Regions from separate parts of the Mus musculus genome. Here all the other regions are linked to region 3. A link is a contact called in public Hi-C and targeted proximity ligation data. All regions are on one chromosome and are shown on one strand. The core of a region is the stretch at or near the end of the contact, and the rest is flanking DNA. Distances in the headings are between cores, read along the strand shown. Region 1 overlaps Asrgl1 (asparaginase like 1). Region 2 holds the start of Tmem132a (transmembrane protein 132A). Region 3 holds the start of Fads3 (fatty acid desaturase 3). Region 4 has its middle 14 kb from the start of Scgb1a1.

Region 1 (2,700 bases), core at 129-2,628, 930 kb before region 3:
AACCTCAGAACCCAAGTTCCTGAGTTCTGTATAGAATCTACAAAGTGCCGGTAAGAGCATAGTAGATGTTAAATCTGAGATGATGTTAAGTTCTCATCCACACTTGTTTTATTTATCAATCTAATCATGTTACTTTCTAGACTCTGTACAGAAGTCAGGAGCTTTGGTTCTGAAAACCCAATTTCATTTTAATATTGGGTTGATGAAAAGCAGAATTTGAAGGATAAAGTTATTAGGATATGTTGGTTTTCCCAACCTCTGACCCAGAATGCTTTTGGGCTGCCCCTAGATCTGGATGACATCTGGCTGGGGGCCACAGGACTTGTGAATGGGGAAGTTGACATAAACACATTTAACATGCCCCGAGGGACTCTCTTTAGCTCCACACTCCCACCCCTGCCAAAGGTCTGGATGCCTGAGTTTTCTTTTCACATTTCTGACTCCTTGGGACACAGAACTCACTATGGCTCAACTCTCCCTGGATGTCTGAATGTGGCATTTAAGCTGTGGAAGGAGTCACACAAATGACACCCATAAACCACACCCACCTGTCCCAGTCCTGTTGATGGCCCAAACATCCTCCCTGCTCCATTCCTGACCTGGGTTGCCTCTGATTTCTGCTGGCCCTCACTCCTCTCAGGGAGCAGGACACCTGTGGTTTGTGGGGGTAGCTCCCTGTTGCCCCAGAATAGCTACAGAATCTAAACACTGTGAGGATTTTGTGCAATGTTGACAGACGGGAGGTCTGGGAGGGGTAACCCCATCCAGCCTCCCTCACCCTCCATCTCTGATGACAGGGATGCATACCCCACTTTCCCCGCTGTGACAAGGAGCAAGTCAGAGAGTTTATTTATTTATTTATTTATTTATTTTTTGTTTTGTTTTGTTTTGTTTTTTGTTTTCCCGAGACAGGGTTTCTCTGTGCAGTCCTGGCTGTCCTGGAACTCACTCTGTAGACCAGGCTGGCCTTGAACCCAGAAATTCACCTGCCTCTGCCTCCCAAGTGCAGAGAGCTTATTTGAAAACACAAATTAAACCATTTTCTGAGCAGCAGCTACAAGGTAGAGGCCCTCTCTTACCTGGGAGAGGGCTGGCTTCCATGTCTCTTGTTGTACAGTTGCCTAGGTTCTCGTCTTTTGGTTCTAATTATCCTACCATTTTGGCTTGTAGTGACCAAATGGCAATTTACCTGTCTTTGTAGCTGAAAGATATGACTAAAGGCAGGGGCCAGGACAGTTTGACCCTTGAACCCTGATGACCAGTAGCAGGCCTGGGTATTGTACAGCTCTGCTTTAAAATAAATTGTAGTGTTGGGTGGAAAGGAGGGTTGTGATGAGGAACCCTGTCAGTTTCAGATGCTGTATAGGCCAGACTCCTCTTGGGTGCCTATAAGCTGCCTATATATTGTAGTTTGCTGCCCTCTTGTGGTGTAGAGGTGCTCATACAACTGGTGGTCATTTTTTCTTGGACAGTTATTTGCTAGTTAGTAACACATGAGATAATAACGAGAACTATTTGTGGTCTCAATGGTGGTCTTCCATTTCTAGTGAAATACTTATGGATTTCACTAGAAAACACACACTGGGATTTTACAAAGGGGTGGACCATCAGGTACCCCAGGACCACGCTGCTCAGTCCAAGAAGTCAGAGCAGAGTACCTACAGGTCTGCTAACCAGGGCTACCTCTCTTGTGCATGGTAAAATGGACAACTTCAAGATAAGACCTTCCACTTGCTTCTCTGCTCCCATCCCCTTTCCCTCCGAATATCTAGGGACTGTTATTTTCTCCAAAGGGTCTCTTCTCTCTTCAGCCCTACCATGGCTGCTGCTTCGTCTACTCTTACCTTCTCTGGTTCACAGGGCAGATCTCAAGCCTCTTCCTCAGTAACTCAGAATATGACTACATTTGGGGACAGGATCACCAAAGGAGGAATGAACTTAAAATAAGGATGCCGTGGGGCTGGGGAAATCCAAATTCATGTGAGTACAAGAGGAGGGCTCTTTGTGTTCTAAAAACCTCTCACCAGGCAGGATGGTGCATGTCTATAGGCCTACAATCTCAGCACTTAGGAGGCTGAGGCTGAAGGATTGAGAAGTTAAAGGTCAGATTGTGCTATACAGAAAGATTCCATTACAAACAAAACAAAACAAAAAACAAAAACCCTAACAAAGCAACAATATTCTCCAAAGCCCCCACCAACCAACCAACCAACCAACCAACCAACCAACCAACCAACCAACAAACCAGTCAAAGAACCAGAAACAAGCAAAACCCCCATTTGTTGATGTTGGATTTCCAGTGTCTAGAACTGAGAGAACATATTTCTGAAAATTAAGTCACCCAGCCTGAAGCATCTTACTGGGGCAGCGCTAGCAAGCAAGCAAGCAAGCAAGCAAGCAAGCAAGCAAGCAAACAAACAAACAAACACACCTCTTAACAATATGCTTTCCGAGAATCAGCAGCTGCGGCATACGAGGCTTTCAAGTTTCTAAATGCATAATTGTTCTCACACTGGGGACTGGTTATCATTTTTGAATTTGTCCAGAGGATCCTTATGATACCCTAAGTTTTTCTTCACTTTCATTTAATCTTCAGAGTTCTAGAGGGTTTTCATAGATGAGAAATTCTCCAAAGCTAATGTTCCCAGGATCCTCTGGGAAGTGAGGAGAGGCAGCTTCAAGCTCAGTTCTCAGACTCCT
Region 2 (2,700 bases), core at 74-2,573, 830 kb after region 3:
CTCACTGGTACAAGGGGTGGGAGTATTTCATAACCCGGTGAGCAGGGGAGGGTTTTGGAAGCTTGGTGTAGATCATACTGGAAGTGAGATTGTTAGTGAGCCAAATGAAAAAGCTTTCCTTCCCTCACTGTGGAGGGGTTATTAGGACCCCCACTGGTTCTGCAGGGTTTGGAGCAGGTACCTAAAAGAAGTTCCAGAACCAGCTCTCTCAGCCCCACAGCTGAGCTGGGACGGCGGGGCTTTTCTCTAGAGTGCCCCCCCCCCGCGCGCGCGCCCGCGCACCAGTATCCCTAAGGGTAACAAGTGAGTGACTGTTGTTGGTCCTTAGGGTGGCTCCGGTCCACCTTCTAATTCAATGTTTCCATAATTACAAGATGCTCAGTAGCCTGACTCCCACGGACTTCCATGGTCTCCCATCACGGAGAATCCAGCCCTCTTGATGGGGGCAGAAAGGTAGAGACTACTTCGCCATCTCCCAATTCCCATAACATCTTCCACCTTTCAGCCCCAGCTTATGGCAGGCACGCGGTAGCTGCTGCCCCTTTCGTACTCAGTGATGGGTGCACCCACAAGGGCTCGGAAAGGCAAGGCTGGGACTCTCCCAGAAGACTCCAATGTTGGAGATCTCCTTGGAACAGGGAGAGAGAGGGGGAGAGAGAGAGGGGGAAAGGGAGAGAGGGGGGGGGGCAGAGGCATATCTCTCGGGTCTCAGGCAAAGAGCCTGTTTTGCATTCCTGTGACTAACCAGCGGGTTTCTGGGGACTAGAACTGCAGGTTAGGAAGAGGTGGTGCACGGGGAAGCAGGGCAGCCGGGTTAGATGTCGCGGCTGGAGAGGGGCTCGCAGAGGAGTTGGGACCGGGCTAGTGAAGATGGGAGTGAAAAGACTTTAGGAGCATCTAGGTGGTGCACAGAGAAGAAAGCCAAAGGGCTGTTGGCTGGGAACCGGTTTCCCAAGGTTAGACCTCTCCAGGGCATCGCTCTAGGTTTAGTTCTAGAGTCCAGTGGCTTGGGGGCATCAATGGCGCGTGGCCTCGGACGGACAGGGCCAGGTCGCCCCTCCCCACCCCTCCCTTCCCTCTGACCTCTCACGACTTCCAGGGCGAGAGCCACCAGGAGGCAGAACCAGGCACCGTAGGGCCCCCGAGGGGCCGCAGCCTTGCGTTCAGTCATCGAGGCGCACTCCTTCCCACCAAAGGAGGGTAACCGGCGCGCGGCTCAGGTGGCTGCAATCTGTCCCCACATCTCCCGCGCCCGCTCCGCGCCAGCCGCTGTGGCCAGCTAGTTCCCTGCGCCGCCGGCCCGCGGCTGCAGTTCCCAGACAATGGAGCAGGAGCAGTGGGGTGGGAGGGAACGCAGGCACATGGGCTGTCCCCTTCGCCCCGCCGGGTCCTAGTGCCCTGCGGATCCCAAAACCCAGAGCGTGGCCCCGTGCCTAGGGTGCCTAGGATTGGAATAAGGCAGCGTCCCTGGAGACTAAGCAGATTGATGTCCTCTGCCAGGAAGCACAAGGTGCGTTCTGGGATTCCTCGTGGAAGCCGATGATCAAGGAGAAAAACAAACAAAACCCGTTTCCTCTGCCTCATACCCTCCCCACAGGCATCTCACCTGTGAAGGCATCTAGAATTCAGGGACATAAGAGAACAGAGCTGCTGGGGCAGAAAAGGAGAGGCCAAACCAGGCCAGACCACCTTAGGCCATCCGTGGAGGCAGCTTGTCTCATGCCCAAACCTATCCCAGAAAGAGTCCCTAAGGATGAAGGGTGTAGGCTGGTCAACCCTTCTGAGGGAGTCCTGACTCCCAGTGCCACCTAGCCTTGCCCTCAGGTAGTGTTGGGAGAGGTCCAGATTTGGCATCTCCATGGCAACTTAAAGAGGAAAAAGAAACAGAAACGTGCCCGGGCCTTACACAAAAGAGCAGAACCACCTGGAGCCACATTGAGAACCTTATTCAGTAAATTCCTGAGTCTGGGAGGGAAGCCAGTTTTTCCAGGTTCCCCAAGCTAGCAATATAAGCACCCTGCAGGAAGGGGCAACTTCAGTCCCAACAGAGCTGCCAGATCTGCAAGCTTTCCAAGAGAGTGCATGCCTCCCTCCAGAGTCCTAGGGGGAAAGGTACCAGGTACATCCTGCCTTCCTGAGCCCTCCCTTCCTCCCAACAGATTTCTGCTAGAAGTCCAGAAGGAAGAGAGTTTGTCAGCAGAGACTTTTGAGTAAATACATTTTATTCAGAAGAAGATAATAAAATAGCATGCACTTTAAAACCACCAAGCGCTGATAAAAACATATCACTGCAGCCATGATTCCACATCAAACCTTCAGTAAGAATAGGCATTTAATCTTCACATCTTGTGCTGGACCTGGCATGGGTCATCTCCCTCCACCAGGGACCTAAAGGCCAAGGCCAAGGCCAAGAGTGAGCAAGTGGTGGAGAGGGGTTAGTGGCAGGCTCACTCCTAGCCCTGCAGAACAGATCAGGGCAAAGCCGTGCCCTTCCCAGCTACTGGGACACAACACTGACCAACGCTTGCTTCTGGATGGCAGAGAGTGGACAGGGGTAAAACTGCAAGACAGCAGGTCCTCCTGCCCTTTTCAAGGTCCCTGAAACCCTCAAGGGAGATTCGACAATCCCAGCAGGGCCGTTGCTTTGTTTGCTGGAGTGGGGATTCTGCAAGGGGCTCACTCTGACCACGAAGTAGCCAC
Region 3 (2,700 bases), core at 20-2,519:
CGCCTCTGCTTTCCTCCTTGTCCTGTGTATTTAGGCCTGTAATAGTTGCATCTGGAGTGAATGCTTTCAGCCTTTTTTAGTCTTATTGTTCCCTAAACAATGCAGTGAACAATTATTTATAGAGCATTTACATCACATTAGACATTATTAAGAATTCAGAGCTGACTTAAAGTGTATGAGGGGATATGTGAAGGTTACATGCATATACTGGTTTTTTGTAGGCAAGAAACACAGGTTGGTTTTGTTATCCACAGGGGTGCCTTAGAGGTCAGGTCACCTACAAATCCTTAGGTAGACCAAGAGGAAATGTTTGCACATTGGAAAAAATACACTTTAAGGTTCTGAAAAGATTTGCTCCCAACAAACAGGTCTGCCTCACCTTTCTGCCCTGAGTCACACTAGGGTGGTGTGCGGGAGTCTGTTTTAACTAGCCCTCAAGGAAATTCTGATGGACCTTCAAGTTTGCCAGTTGTGAAAGCTTTTAACTTTTAAGGAACTGATGTCTGTCTCAAAGAAACATCGTACAATTGGGAACGTAGTTACACTCTCAAGAGGATTTGAATTTAATAAGTCAAAAATGTGACACCATGAATGGGGAGAACTGGGAGGTGGTGACAAGCAAGCCACCCATTGCAGACTGGACCATTCTTTCATCTCCTGAACGGCAGACCTCCACGCAGCAGTGTCCTCTGCTCCTCCTCCAGTGGCCAACCTGGGCATCCCCAATCCTGCGTACAGCCAGGAGGAGAGGCCATCTGCTCCTGCAGATTGCTTTAGATGGCTTCCTCGCGTGGATATTGAGGGTTTACTGGGGGATGAGGTCCATTGTTTGGTGGCTGTTGACAGTCACCCCAAGGTAGTGTCCTCATTTCTAGCTACCTGGGATGCCTGGTTAAAGACCGGTGACGTCCCTAACTACATTTCTCAGCCTTTCAGGGCTCAGACTTGGGCTCATTTCGGGCCCCTGCGGGTGTGCCTGGGCGCAGCGGCCTGCAGGACTCCCGTGCGCGCTGGGTCCCCATCCCCCGCCTTCTCAGTTGAGCCGAGAGTCCGAGAAACTGGGGGGGGGGGGGGGCAGTGCCCCGGGGGCAGTGCCGGGCGTGGTGGCCCCAGGCCCTCGAGGGTGGGGCAAGCCCCTTCGCGACACCGCCCTCCCCGGGCAGCCAATAGATGTGGAGGCGCCGCGCCTGGATTGGAGCGAGAGCGGGACTGGCCAGCGCGGGGGCCGGGACGAGGGGCGGGCGAGGCGAGCGCTGTCAGCGCGGTTATAAGGGAGGGAAAAGTTCCCTGCGCGGAGAGCCGGGCAGGCGCACGCTCTTACGGCGGCCGCAGCGGCAGGGCGGGGCCGGTGGGGCGGGCGGAGGAAGACCCCTGATTGCCACCTCGCCTCCCTCAGTGTCTCTCTTAGACCTTGGTCACGTACCGGGGTCCGGAGGACTTGTGTACAGCGGCAATGGGCGGTGTCGGGGAGCCCGGAGGGGGACCCGGGCCGCGGGAGGGGCCCGCACCGCTGGGGGCGCCCCTACCCATCTTCCGCTGGGAGCAGATCCGCCAGCATGACCTACCAGGCGACAAGTGGCTGGTCATCGAGCGCCGTGTCTACGACATCAGCCGCTGGGCACAGCGGCACCCAGGGGGTAGCCGCCTCATCGGCCACCACGGTGCGGAGGACGCCACGGTAAGCTAACCCACAGCCGGCGGGGTGGAGCCTGGCACTAGCGGTGGAGAGGGAGACGTTGTTCATAGGCTTGGCGTCTCATTCCACCTGCGGACCTTAGCATCCTTTTTGCTCTTTCTGACCTTTGACCCCTTCCCTGGCTCCAGAGTTGAGATGGAGCCTGAGGGAAGGAGGTCTCTTTCTTTCACGGAGGATGGGCTGTTTGGGTCAGTCTGTGGAATAAATAGATCTCAGGGAAGAATGGGCCCCCAGAGGTGGGTGTGCCGTGAGGGGCAGATTCTGCCCCAGGTAAGTACCCTCACTGTTGTACTGAGGGTTTCTTTTCTGCTCTGAGTGTCACAGACTATTTTCTGGTGCTTCCAAGAGCCTGGGGCAGGGCTGGGTCCCTAGCGATAGGGACGTGCCATCAGAAACTGGGGGCTGGGCAGCAGAGCTTGGGCAGGGCCTGGAGGTCTGTGGCTTATCCAGCACTTGTGTAGACTGTTCTGAGGGCCAGTGACTCACCTCTGCTGGGCTGGCAGCTACACGTGGGAAGACTTTGCCAGGCTGGGTGGGCCTCCACGGGAAGCACAGTCACCCCAGTCACCGACTAGCCCCTGGGGACTCTGGCTTCCCATTCTCAGTCCGTGTCTAGACAAGAAGGGATGGAACTGGCCTGAAGGACTATCTGGCTAGAGCCCAGTGGTGAAGCAATTTCCCAGACCCTTCCTCCTTCAGTCCCACTCCATGGACAAAGGTTGAGGCCATGGTGCTCTGCCCTCGACTATCCAAAATTGTAGGTTAGTCACATTGGGTACCCGGAAGGTCTTTAAGACTGGAGGGAATGATTCTCTAGTGGAAGAACTTGGTGGCAGCAGAGGAGGTTCTCTGTGTCCCAGGACTGTCATTGTCCCTCTCCTCCCGGATTCACTCCAGGCAACTGAGAGGGATAAGAATGAGACAATTCCTGAAAATCATCAACCTGTGGGCCAGTGTGTGTGTGTGTGTGTGTGTGTGTGTGTGTGTGTGTGAGCCTTCCTTCT
Region 4 (2,700 bases), core at 161-2,660, 970 kb before region 3:
TCCACATGAGATGAATCACAACTACTTGGAACTCTAGCTCCAGGGGATCCAGTGTACTCTTTTTTTGTTTTGTTTTGTTTTTGCTTTGTTTTTTTGAGATGGGGTTTCTCTGTATAGCCCTGGCTGTCTGGGAACTCATTCTGTAGACCAGGCTGGCCTTGAACTCAGAAATCTGCCTGCCTCTGCCTCCCAAGTGCTGGGATTAAAGGTGTGCGCCACCACTGCCTGGCCAGTGTATTCTTCTAGCTTACACACACACACACACACACATTTTTTTAAAGTAAAAGATATGACAATGTGACAATATTTAGATGTATAGCTTATGTTATACAGGAGGCTTAAGCAGAAGGCTCATTCATGAATTCAATGTTAGATAGTGTTATATAGTGAATTCTAAGGATACTTGAGGCTACCCAGTAAGACCATGTCTCTTATATTTTTGGTTGTGAGCCTAGACTTTAATGGCTGAGCCATTTCCCTAGCACAAGGCCATGTCTCAAAAAATTAGATAAAATAGTAAAAGAGGGCTGGTGAGATGGCTCAGCGGTTAAGAGCACTGACAACTCTTCCAGAGGTCATGAGTTCAAATCCCAGCAATCACATGGTGGCTCACAACCATCCATAATGAGAAACAAACAAACAAACAAAACTTATGGGCTAGAGTGAGCAGGGCCAGAGCGAGCAGGGGGTGGGAGGGAGAGGCTGGAGCAAGATGGAGAAGGGAAGGGGGAAAATAATAATAATAATAATAGACGTGGGAAGGTGAGCAGGATTTTTGACATGTATATCACTGAAGTGTGATATTCTTACCATTTGTTTCATATTATCTGGTGTTTATATTGAAGATTTATTTATTTATTTATTTATTTATTTATTTATTTATTTATTATTTATTCTGTTTATTTGTTCATGTATACATGTATGTGTGTGTTCATGTGTCACTGCCCTCATGTGGAAGTTAGAGGAAAACTTTTGGGACTCACTTCTCTCCTACATTTGTCAGTTCTGAAGATCAATGACAGGTTGTCAAGCTTGGTGGCAAGTGCCCTTACCTGCTGGGCCATCTTGCCAGCCCATTTGTTTAGTACGCATCCCAGGCTGGTACAGAACCTGTGACCATCCTGCTTTGGCCTCCCAAGTACTATGGTTACCAGTATGCCCTGCCATGCCCAACTTTCCTGATTAACTTTTAAAACCTTTAAGTTTAATTAAAAGTGATTTTTAGCTGGAGCTGTAACTCAGGTGGTATCGTGCTTCCCTGGCAGGCTTGTAACCCTTAGTGGAGAAAAGGCCAGTGCAGGCATTGATTCCAGGCTGCCTCCCGGATCTCTTGTTCTCTATTGTCTTCAGTGGGGACAGGTGTGGTCAGAGGGCATGGCTATCCTTTTAGTCATGATTACAGGGTTGCACTGAGATGTGACCACAGTATGAGTCATCATGAGATATTCTGGATGCGATCGGCGGTCATCTTTGTCCACTAAAAGAAGCTCAGGCACCGAGATGCAGGCATGGACATTGGCACTCTTGGGCTGGGGGCTTGTCAGATCTTGCTCGCTCTGGTTTCTGGAATGGGAGAAAGTTTTGGAGAGAGAGAGAAGCTGTGGAAAGCAATCCCTGCCCCCCCCCCTCCCGCAAGGGCCTGGAAATCCTGCTGCAAGGCCTGGAATTTCGTCTTCCTGTTTAGCCTGGCTGTTGTTCACCCACATTTTTGGCCCTGACACATCCTCTTCCTCCCCCTCCCAGGATGTCTCCTCATCTGCAAAATGAGGGGGTTGTATTAGATCGTATCTCAGGCCCCTTTACGTTTGAAAAAGTGATGATCCTGCTTCCTAGACACTTCCTCACTTTCCCCGCAGGCCTTTTGATTGACAGAAGAGGAGGGAGAATGTATGTACGTTCTATCTATAGCTCTAGCTCAAAACAGAGTGATCTAGCCCAACAGAGAGTGATCCAGCCCAGGAACTCAGTGGCATTGAGGTTGAAAGACACTGTTTAGAGAAGGAGAGACAGAGGAGGTGGAAGGACTTGAAAGACGGGTGTGTAAATGCTCTATAGGTAGTGGATAAATGGCAGTGAAAGAACAAGAATGAAAGAGGAAGAAGATGGATGTGTGGCCAGTGTTTAAAAGGGAGAGACTAGGAGCTGCTGGCACAGGATGGATGTGTCGGCAATGTGCTTACAGCTTGGGTGAATAGATTTTAAGCTGCTGACCTCAGTATAAACCAGCGCTGAGAAGTGCTACAGTTTGGATGCTGAATGCTCCCTGAGACAAGGTTTACGTGTTTAAGGCTTGTTCCCCAGGGTGCCATTGGGAGGTTATTAGGGGTGTGCCCTTTGAAAAGATCGGGGGACCTCAGCTACTACCTCTTTCTCTGCTTCCTGGCCACGGGGTGAACTGTTCTGCTTCATTCTCCTGTAGTTGTAACTGGCCTGGCAGAAATGAAGCTGTTCTAAGGTATCACTCAATCTAACTCTCAAACTACTGAAATAGTGGGCTCCAAAGAAATGGGAATTTCCTGGAATTCTCTAGATGGGCAGAGGAAAAGGTTCCACCAGCCAGAGCCGGAGCTTGTCTTCCAGAAAGAGATTTCACTCAGTCCTAACAGCTTGTCAGGAAGAGACTAAAACCCAAATAAAGATGGGTTCTTGGTGGGCGGGCTCACAACTTGACAGGAACTGCTTAGCTGTGCTTGTCTTTGG

Evidence for each region. Hi-C and Micro-C count contacts between places; a contact is called where the count stands out from the background.
Region 1: a Hi-C map of B cells shows a contact between it and region 3, with 2.8 times the contacts expected there. A contact is called at or near these places in 2 of 39 promoter capture datasets (the 3T3-L1 cell line and the HPC-7 cell line), 4 of 484 Hi-C or Micro-C datasets (B cells, the G1E-ER4 cell line and pro-B cells) and 1 of 130 datasets of targeted methods (pancreatic cancer cells).
Region 2: a targeted proximity ligation map of pancreatic cancer cells shows a contact between it and region 3. A contact is called at or near these places in 2 of 130 datasets of targeted methods (microglia and pancreatic cancer cells).
Region 4: a contact with region 3 is called in a targeted proximity ligation map of pancreatic cancer cells. A contact is called at or near these places in 1 of 39 promoter capture datasets (cranial neural crest) and 3 of 130 datasets of targeted methods (large pre-B cells, pancreatic cancer cells and trophoblast stem cells).

Annotation. Positions count from the first base shown.
Region 1 is chr19:9,109,028-9,111,727 of GRCm38.p6, forward strand. Asrgl1 (asparaginase like 1) reads right to left here. Exons shown (of 7, transcript NM_025610.3): 7 at 2,692-2,700. Among named protein-coding and RNA genes, the nearest start is that of Gm41805, 11 kb to the left of the region's middle.
Region 2 is chr19:10,868,456-10,871,155 of GRCm38.p6, forward strand. Tmem132a (transmembrane protein 132A) reads right to left here and starts at 1,324. Exons shown (of 11, transcript NM_133804.2): 1 at 1,084-1,324. The coding sequence starts at 1,171. Tmem109 (transmembrane protein 109) reads right to left here. Exons shown (of 4, transcript NM_134142.1): 4 at 2,205-2,700.
Region 3 is chr19:10,040,279-10,042,978 of GRCm38.p6, forward strand. Fads3 (fatty acid desaturase 3) reads left to right here and starts at 1,270. Exons shown (of 12, transcript NM_021890.3): 1 at 1,270-1,678. The coding sequence starts at 1,454.
Region 4 is chr19:9,072,516-9,075,215 of GRCm38.p6, forward strand. It overlaps a transcript of Ahnak not described here. Among named protein-coding and RNA genes, the nearest start is that of Scgb1a1, 14 kb to the right of the region's middle.